Regions from separate parts of the Arachis hypogaea genome. Here region 1 is linked to region 2. Evidence: chromatin contacts called from public Hi-C data. All regions are on one chromosome and are shown on one strand. Each heading gives the region's core, a stretch centred on a gene start, on an enhancer-like site or on the middle of the called end of the contact. The rest is flanking DNA. Distances are from core to core; before and after follow the strand shown. Region 1 has its middle 10 kb from the start of LOC112796926. Region 2 holds the start of LOC112794995.

Evidence for each region. Hi-C and Micro-C count contacts between places; a contact is called where the count stands out from the background.
Region 1: a contact with region 2 is called in a Hi-C map of leaf, with 2.7 times the contacts expected there. The contact joins the enhancer-like site here to the promoter of LOC112794995 in region 2. A contact is called at or near these places in 2 of 8 Hi-C or Micro-C datasets (both in leaf).

The regions. Positions count from the first base shown.
Region 1 is chr4:85,917,925-85,923,402 of arahy.Tifrunner.gnm2.J5K5, forward strand. No RefSeq gene overlaps it. Among protein-coding and RNA genes, the nearest start is that of LOC112796926, 10 kb to the right of the region's middle. Within about 2 kb of position 1,462, at least 1 of the 3 cell types and tissues checked has open chromatin away from gene starts, as enhancers often do.
Region 2 is chr4:85,853,310-85,858,603 of arahy.Tifrunner.gnm2.J5K5, forward strand. It overlaps LOC112794995, which reads left to right and starts at 3,604. Exons shown (of 1, transcript XM_025836955.1): 1 at 3,604-5,294. The coding sequence starts at 3,604. LOC112794994 reads left to right here and starts at 2,068. Exons shown (of 1, transcript XM_025836954.1): 1 at 2,068-3,192. The coding sequence starts at 2,068. The coding sequence ends at 3,192.

The DNA.
Region 1 (5,478 bases), core at 212-2,711, 62 kb after region 2:
CACTAACAGTCCACGTCATCAAGCTATGTTATCACACCGTTAACAAAAAATGGGTCAAAGACTAACATAGTATACTTTTGTCAATTTCAAAAATATAATTAGTACAATCAAAATCTTAAAAATGATTAATACATAATAATATTGATCTTAAAGATCATTTTAAGATTTAACTCGATAAAAATTTGATGTTAACTCTTAATAACAAATTAAAAGCAAGCTTAAGTTGACTACTTTTTGAGAATCTTTTGAAGAGGTTCTATTATTAATGCATTAAAAATTTAATTAATTTATATTTTAAAGATATATTTTAAAAATATAATAATAATTTTTTTTAAATATGTTTGATATATTATTTAATATATTAAAACTATAAAAATATTTATTTTTTAATAATTTTTATAAAAGATTATAATATTTTTAGCGTATTTTTTAATTCACAAGTAGTTAGCAACTCATTAATTAATTAATTATAGGAGTATCCAAATTAAGAAACTAAGAATATAACTTCGGTCCCAGTCAAAACCAAGTAAAAGAAAGGAAAATATATATTATATAGTTCCATCAAACGTCACCATGGCGGCTTGACGGTGAATGAATATTCAATCGATGATGAGGTTGTTCTTCTTCTGATTATTCTTTATTTTTATTTTCTTCCACTTCCATCTTCCATTAATTATTATTTTTTTTCGTGGCTGTTATATGTAGATAAGTCTAACATTTATGTTCTATGATTCTTTCTTTATTTGGATATTCATCCAACCAGTGAGCTTAAGAAGATAAGGTTGTATAGGTGTCTGCAATTTTATTCAAATCAGTGTGGCTGAACTTTTGAGATTGTTAACATTTAACAAGAATTGAAGGGTTAAATAAGTGTTTGTTCATTACTAATTTACTATAACCCTCTCCCCACCAAAATGTTAGTGATGTAGGTTTTTCACGTTAGGTTTGGCTCCCTTTTAAATTATAGTTATCACAATCGAAATCGATAATTTATTTGGTCATATTGGATCATTAAATTATTAGTTTAATTAGTAAATCATTGATTTATTCGATTAATCTAATTATAACTAAATAAAAATTTAAAATTATAAAAATAAAATTAAAAGTTAAATATATATTTTTAAAAATATATTAATAAAAATCAAATATTAATTTTTAGATATAATTTATGATGTAAAAAAAATAATAAATTAGTCACTAATATAAAATACTTTTTCAATTTAAACCAACAAAAAAAAAATAACACAATTAATATCAATATATTTATATATCATGGGTTATTACTTATTTGATATCCATATCAATCCATGTTTAAAAGGATAAAAAAAATTCATTCGTAATTTATTATATATTTAACTTTTTATCACTTATAATGTTGAGAAGTAAGCTGACAGGGACAAGAAGGGAGGCGTGTATACTTGTTGCTCCGTGTTCGAATCCTTCTTTCACTCGTTTTTTGAGTACAGTGGACGGAAGCTCCTACTATGATTCGGCGGTGTGTGGGTGCATCGTAAACTCGCACAGATCTAGTGCAGTCTAGAATGCGAATCGTGCCGTTTGATTACAGATTCATTCTAATCTACTAACCGATTTGATTAGACTATCGATTTATTGGTTTTTTAATCGAACCAATTGGTCTGGTTCAATTTTAATAATAATAATAATAGGTTAGGTCTCTTGAAAATTTTTTTGTAAGAAAAAAAACCTAATGTTTCATGGGATTTTTTTAGTGAAAAAAATAATTGGATGAATATTTTCACCAAATTAATAAAAAAATATGTATAATGTTTTGTTGATATTTTTCATAAGAAAAAAAGTAAAGTATATTTTTGTTAAAATCTTCAATTTTATTTTTAAAGTTTTTTATTTATATCAAATATATTTTTAATAATTAAAGTTTTAGAAAGTTTAAAACTTATTAAACAATGATGGTAGCTATATCTAATTTACTTAGACTAAATTCTTAAAGTGATCGTCTAAATTAAACTTTTGTACCAATTTTATCCTCTAATTTTAATTGCACTAATTTGTCCCATATTTTAATCACCGTGTTACATACGAATTTCTTAGTCCATTTTCGACGTGAGTAAGTAAGTAGGATGCTGATGTGGTATAGCTACTGCCATGCTGTCAATAATAATGGCTAACTGACGTGATTCGTAATGTATAATTCGTCAATTTAGTCTTTATTTCTATTTATGAACCCTAAAGCTTTTTCATTTTGTTATGCTTCTCTTCTTTTTTGTCTTCTACTTCTATCATAGTTCTATTAATTCAATTCTTTTTTATCCACTCTATTTATTAATTTCTTTTTTTACTCCACAACAATCAAATCCGACCAAAGGATAAATAAGAAACCACAAGAAAAAAAAAGCACAGGTCCAAATGCTCACCACCATACACATTCTATTTCATTATTACTCCATTAGCATTCTTCACGGCTAACACAATTAATCCATGGCCGCCAACAACATCATCAAAGACAACAGCATCCACACATGAATAAATGAATATAAATGAATGAAAATACACGATAACATTTAATGTTACAACTATATTATAATTTCTCTTTATCCTACCTAATCGGCGATTCCTTGGTCAATTAGTTGGCAATAAAAGGTTAAGCACAGTTCTAATTTAATGTCACACATTTTTCAAAGCTATTCCTACTCAATTAAAAAGTTATGAGAACGAGTTTCAAGCTTACCGCAATATTAACTTTTTCAAGATAATAAAAGAATCCAAGACAACTTTAGAATATTTTTCAATGCTTCTAATTATTAAGAATAAGAACGAGATTCAATTCTTCAAAAAATATCAAACAGAGCTCCTAACTTTTAATAAGGAAAGGTTTAGTTACTTATGGTTGAAAAGAAAGCAACCTAAAACTCAAAAATTTTCTAACCCGTGGATTCATTCCTCGATGTGAATCTTATTCACTTATTTATATTTTAGCTTCCTAGTTATTTGAAATTCAAAAATTATCTAATCTTCTTATCTCAAAAGAATAAGATAACAACTTATTCAAATTCAAATATAATCTAAACTAAATCCTAACAACCAAATAAGAAGTTTATGCTAACAAATCATTTAAATTTTGAATCTTTGTTTAATTTTAGAATTTCTTGGGAGTTAGAATATAGACTTGGCACTGAACTCCATGGATTAGCAATGAGCTTTGGTGAGTTATGGACTATTGGGAGTTGAAATTTTACTTGGAATAAGCTTCATGTAATATACATCCTATCACATAAGGCCTTACACGCAGCCGTAAGTCAAAAGTGACAAGGCATTACGACACCTAAAAACAAAGATACATACATAGTATTTTGAAAAAATATAATTTAATTAGAAGCTTGTGAAAAAAAATTTAAACAAAAGACAACCGTTAGTCACACTTGAACCATGTTAACACAAGCAAACATCGTATACAGAAACAAAAGCTATATATATATATATATATATATATATATATATATATATATATATATATATATATATATATATATATATATATAAGAATCCAAGATATATATGTAATAAGTACTAGTTACGACCTACGAAGAAAAGGTCCACTAGAACATAATACAAATTAAAAGAGTACAAATTACATTCTATTTTCTCCAAATAAAATCTTAAAGAGGAAAGTATACAAATACATGTTCAATAGTGAAAAAATATGCTAAGTACATAATAAACTTCAAAAATAAAGTTTTCTTCGCTTCACCAACGAGTCCCGCACTCTTAGCGAGATGCGTCGCATCCTGTTATCTGAAAAATGAACAATTTCCTCACGGGTGAGAATCCGAAGGTTTCCAGTAGGGTAATAGTTTCAAATAGAGACTATATGAAACTACATGAACCCGCTAGGCAATCCTAGTCTCCAAGCTAGATTCTTTCTAATCCAAATAGTGTTAAGTTACTAAGTCTCAGTTCTATATAAATAAGAAAATACAAGAAAAAAAACACAGGTCAAAATTCTCACCAGGGTACACATTCTATTTCCTTATTATTCCATTAGCATTCGACACGGCTAACACAATTAGTCCATGGCCGTCAACAACATCATCAAAGACAACAACATCCACACATGAATAAATGAACATAAATAAATGAAAACACACGATAACATTTAATGTTACAAATATATTATAATTTGTCTTTATCCCACCTAATCGGCGATTCCTTGATCAATTAGTTCCAAATAAAAGGTTAAGCACATTTCTAATTTAATGTCACACATTTTTTAAAGCTATTCCTACTCAATTGAAAAGTTATGAGAACGAGTTTCAAGCTTACCGCAATATTAGCTTTTCCAAGATAATAAAAGAATCCAAGATAGTTTTAGAACATTTTTCAGTGCTTCTAATCATTAAGAATAAGAATGAGACTCAATTCTTCAAACAATATCAAACAGAGCTCCGAACTTTTAATAAGGATAGTTTTAGTTACTTATGGTTGAAAAGAAAGCAACCTAAAACTCAAAAATTTTCTAATCCGTGGATTCATTCCTCGATGTGAATCTTATTCACTTATTTATATTTTAGCTTCCTAATTATTCAAAATTCAAAAACTATCTTATCTTCTTATTTTCAAAAAATAAGATAACAACTTATTCAAATTCAAATCTAATCTAAATTAAATTCTAACAACCAAATAAGAAGTTGATGCTAACTAATTATTTAAATTTTGAATCTTTGGTTGATTTTAGAGTTTCTTGGGAGTTAGAATATGGACTTGGCACTGAGCTCCATGGATTAGCACTGAGCTTTGGTGAGTTATGGACCGTTGGAAGTTGAAATTTCACTTGGAATATGCTTCATGTAATATACATCCTATCACATAAGGTCTTACACGCAACCGTAAGTTAAAAGTGACGAGGCATTACGACACCTAAAAACAAAGATACATACATAGAATTCTGAAAAAATATAATTTAATTTGGATCATGTGAAAAAAATTTAAACAAAACATAACCATTAATCACACTCGAACCATGTTAACACAAGCAAACGCCGTATACAGAAACAAAAGCTATATATATATATATATATATATATATATATATAAGAATCCAAGATAGATACATAATAAGTACTAGTTACGACCTACGAAGAAAAGGTCCACTAGAACATAATACAAATTAAAAGAGTACAAATTACATTCCTTTTTCTCCAAATAAAATCTCAAAGAGGAAAGTATACAAGTACATATTCAATAGTCAAAAAATATGCTAAGTATAGAATAAACTTTAAAAATAAAATTTTTTTCACTTCACCAACGAGTCCCGTACTCTCAGCGAGATGCGTCGCATCCTGTTATTTGAAAAATGAACAATTTCCACACGGGTGAGAATCCGAAGGTTCCTAGTAGGGTAATAGTTTCAAATAGAGACTTTATAAAACTACATGAACCCGCTAGGTAATCCTAGTCTCCAAGCTAGATTCTTTCTAATCCAAATAGTGTTATGTTACTAAG
Region 2 (5,294 bases), core at 2,354-4,853:
AATTGATCCGTAAATTTACAAATAGTAAATTTCGTTTGTTTCTAATTCAACTATTATTAACACAATCCTAATATAAAACTTTAAAGTGTCAGCATAATATATCCAATAATAAATTAACATAGTTAAAAATTTAGTATGATCAAATAAATATTTTAAATAAATTAATTAAACTCGTTTTGGTATAAACACTAAAATAAACCCAATTAATTAATTTAAAATATTTATTTGATCATATTAAAGAAGCCACTTTACATTATCATTGGAGACGGAATCAAATTAGACATTATCTCAAATAAAAACTTTATTCATTAGATAAATTAATGTTTAAGAATATATTGTATATAAGTCACAAATTATAGAATTCAATTTGATGATAAAAGTAGAGTTAAATTTTAAAATGATTTTTGAGATTGGCAACTTGCACTAATTTTTTTTTAATAAAAAGTTCAACACAATAAAATGGAGCATTAACGTTCCAATAGAAAAGTACTAAATAGATAAAATAAACTAATTTCTAATCATTTTTGACAAAAGCCATCAACAATCCAGAAAATCAAATATCACTCAACTCTTTGTAACTCTTAATCGACCTGTTAACTACTCCTGCAATACCTGATTCTTGATTCCTGAAAATTGTCATTCTTTTTCAACCAAGTGCTCCAAATGATAACAATGAAACAAAACTCACCAATATTCTATTAATTTGACTCCACGATTAACCCCCTGAACCACGTAAACTTACGGTCATTCAGCTCTATATCCACCAGTTCGATAATGCTCACTACAACAAAATAGCATTTTGGCGACGATTTTTTTAATGCTTGGTGACGGTTTTTTAGTAACAGTTTTAACTGTTACTAAATGATTCTGCGACGGTTAAAGAAAGCGTTACAGATTTGAGCATCACCAGCTGACATAGTGACGGTTTTGGACCACCGTTGGTAAGGAGTGTTGCCAAATTATTTGTGACGGTTTTTAAAGTATAAAACCGTCACTAATTTGTAACACTTGTAAAGGTGTTTTTTATACTGTATTTCGCGACGTTTTAAAACTGTCGTTAAATTACTAAATTCTGTTCTTATATTTTATGACTATTTTAAACGGTCACTAAGTTACTAGTTCTTATGACAGTTTTTAGGCATATTTAGTGACTATTTAAATCGTCACAATATTTTTATTGACAGTTTTCCTATTTAAAACCGTTACTAAGTTATTTATTCCTGTGACAGTTTTTTCCTATATTTAGTGACTGTTTTAAACTGTCATAATCTCTTCAACATCAAAGATTTCTATTATCAAAAGTTGAATTCTAGAAATGACATTGTATTTCAACAAATCAAAATTCAATCCCACAAATTTTACAAAAATAGCAACAATGTATTTCAAAAGTTGAATTCTACAAGTTCTAATTACATAGTCATAATCCCACTTCAACTCTCCTTCTTTCTTAGCCTTCTTCTCTTCATACTTGTAAAAACATAAAAGAAATAAGAGAAAATTATATTACTTTTGATGTGGACCATAAACCTCGGCCCAAAACAAACACAACGGCTACCACAACAGCTAAGAATCAGGTAACAGATCATCCAATAACAGAAAAAAGATTCTAAAACTAACCATAACGAGATCTGCGAAAGAGTACAAGATATCAGATGCTAAACACAACGGCCTCTTCACCTATTTAAACAGCACCGAGGCAACAGAATAGGGGATAAGCACAACACAGTATCATTATTTCTTCCTACTTTTACTTTATTTGCGATTTGTTTAAACACCTCTTCTGACTTGAGCGTCGGAGATTCTTTTGCAGGTGTTCCACCCGCGGTGTTTTAGAAGCAAGCCGACCTATACGTCATCCCGGCGAATAGCAGCATAACCAATCTGAAATTACTAAAAGCTCGGACAGCAAGGAGGTCGGCCTGGGTAACTCGGACGGAACATTTGGCGCCCACCGTGGGGCACGAGGAAATAACAACCCCACTAAACCTAAGTTTCTTTTCTAGCTTTGTGCTCTCACTCTCTCTCTCTCTCTCTTCTCTTTTTTCAGGACCTCTCAAATCTCGGAGGATGGCTGACAACGGAATACAGCAACCCACGCAAGCTGAGCTCTTAGCCCAGATTTCCGAGCTCCAAGCAGAAGTCCGAAGGATAGCCGAGTTGTCGTCCAACAACCGAACAACAAAACATGGTGGGGAAGACCCCAAGAGCTCAAACCAGAATGACACGGAATCCCAAAAGCTCACCCCGCCAAAAGAGAAGCTGACCATAGATAACCCCTTCTCGGAAGACATCATGAAATTTCAAATGCCAAAAAATTTCGTCCTGCCTACTGCCCTTGAACCATATAAGGGGTTTGGTGATCCTCGTGTCCATATTAGAAAATTTCAATCTATGATGTTCTTTAATGGTGCCTCTGAGCCCATACTTTGTCGAGCTTTTCCTACCTATTTAGATGGTTCTGCATTACTCTGGTTCTCTAAGTTGTCTGCAGGTTTAATCTCTTCTTTTGAAGAACTGGCGAGATCCTTCATTGATTATTTCACTGCGTCAAGAATATATGTGCATGGGACAGACTATCTGAGCACCATCAAGCAAGGGCAGCACGAGAGCCTAAAGGATTACATGACGCAGTTTGCTGAGGCAACCATGGAGATTCCAGATCTGAGCCCAAAGGTCCACCTACACGCTCTCAAGAGCGGCCTCAGACCTGGCAAGTTCCAAGAGACGATCACAGTATCAAAACCAAAGACGTTAGACGAATTCCAAGAAAAAGCCGCTGGCCAAATGGAGATTGAAGAGCTTCGGGAAGCTCGGAAGACAGACAAGCAACAACCGAGAAGGGAAGAAGAAAAGACCTTTAGATCACAAAGCAGCAAAGAGCTGAAGAAGCCTTTCAAACTTAACCCAAAGTTCGACAACTATACCCAGTTCAACACAAAGAGGGAAGACATTATAAAAGAAATTCTACACGCCAAGATGATCAAACCTCCAAATAGGGCAGGCAATTATCAGGATCAGAGGTTCGTAGACAGACCAAATCATTGCGCCTTCCATCAAAAATTCGGCCACACAACAGATGACTATGTGGCAGCAAAGGATCTACTGGAACGGTTGGCAAGACAAGGACTCTTAGACAAATATGTTGACGGGAGGAAGAATAGAGGAGGAATCAAAACACCGGAGATTAACTAAGGGAAGGAGGAGAATGACAAAAAACAATGGGCAAACCAAAACCAACCACGAGGAGTCATAAACTGCATCTCAGGTGGTTTCGCCAGTGGAGGTACAACAAGTTCGGCTCGGAAGCGAAGCTACAGAGCAATGTTGGTAGTTGAAGGGCCGACCTCCCTACCCAAGGATACACCCACTGGAGAAATCACTTTCACAGCCTCGGATTGCAAATCAGCAAGTCCAAATCTCGACGACCCTGTTGTCATCTCAGTGCAAGTGGGAGACCTATTGGTAAGAAAGGTCTTACTAGACCCAGGTAGTAGTGCTGATGTTCTCTTTTACTCCACTTTTCAAAAAATGAACTTATCTGATAAGGCCATTCAACCTTACTCCGGAGATCTGGTTGGATTCTCAGGAGAAAGGGTATAGGCAATGGGAACTATTTGGTTAAGAACTGTTTTGGGGGAAACCCCTCTCACAAAAACGATTGATATTAGATACATCATAGTAGATTGCATAAGCCCATACAACATCATTTTAGGCAGACCAGCTTTAAATACTTTTGGTGCAATTGTATCCACTTTACATCTGTGTGTTAAGTTTCCAGTACAGGACGAACTCATCGCTACAGTACACGCCGACCACAAAGAAGCACGGCAATGCTACCACACTAGCTTAAAACAACAAGAATTGAACAAAGCCATTCCAGCACGGGTACAAGCCGTGTACAGCTCGGATGACCCTCCTCCCCTTAATAAGCTCGACCCAAGGGAGGAATTCCGAGAACGACCTCAAGCATTGGACGAGCTTGAGAAGGTAACGTTTTATGGAAGTACTAACAAGTTTACATACATAGGTAATGCACTTTCAGGTAAGGAAAAAGCTCGACTAATAAAGCTCCTCAGAGACAACACCGACCTCTTCGCATGGACACCAATAGATATGCCAGGCATCAACCCCAGCATTATATGCCATAAGCTAGTCGTGGACCCAACAGTCAAGCCCATGGCTCAAAAGAAGCTCAACTTGGGAGAGGAAAGACGACAAGCATCCTTAGAGGAAACCAAAAAACTATTGTCAGCAGGATTTATCAAAGAAGTAAGGTTCACAACATGGCTGTCAAACGTCGTAATGGTAAAAAAGAACACAGGTAAATGGCGCATGTGCGTCGACTTCACAAACCTTAACAAGGCATGCCCCAAAGATGCATATCCACTACCTTGTATTGACAAGCTGGTAGATAGCGCATCCGGTTTTAATTGTCTAAGCTTCATGGATGCATATTCTGGATACAACCAGATTCTAATGCATCCTGAAGACCAACATAAGACTGCATTTATAACAGAATTCGGAAACTATTGTTACACAGTAATGCCTTTTGGCCTTAAGAACGCAGGTGCAACATACCAGCGACTAATGGATAAAATGTTTAGAAATCAAATTGGGAGAAACATTGAGGTCTATGTCGACGACATGGTAGCCAAAACATCACAGGGGAACTCACATTGCGATGACTTAACCGAGGTCTTTGGTCAGATCCGAGCATATAACATGAGGTTAAACCCGGAAAAATGCACTTTCGGTATACAAGGTGGAAAATTTCTGGGCTTCATGTTGACATCCAAGGGAATCGAAGCAAATCCTGAGAAATGTGCTGCGATACTTGACATGACCTCGCCGAAGACTGTGAAGGAGGTGCAAAAGCTCACAGGAAGAATAGCAGCCTTGTCCCGGTTCCTGCCGGCAATAGCAGACAGATCTTTTCATTTTTTCCAAGCAATATCGAAGCATAAACAGTTTACTTGGACAAATGCCTGCGAAGAATCTTTTAGGAAGCTGAAAGCAATGCTGATGTCTCCCCAGATACTACAGAGTCCGGAGGAGGGTAAACCATTATATTTGTATTTATCTGTATCTAATCACGCTATAAGTTCGGCTCTTGTGCTTGAAACAGGAAAAACACAAAAACCAGTATATTTCGTCAGCAAGGTCCTACAGCCCACCGAGCAAAGATACCCAATGGTAGAGCAACTGGCTCTGGCCCTGATCACCACATCAAGAAGGCTCAGACATTATTTCCAAAGCCACACCATCATCGTGCGGACAGATCAACCCCTTCGGCA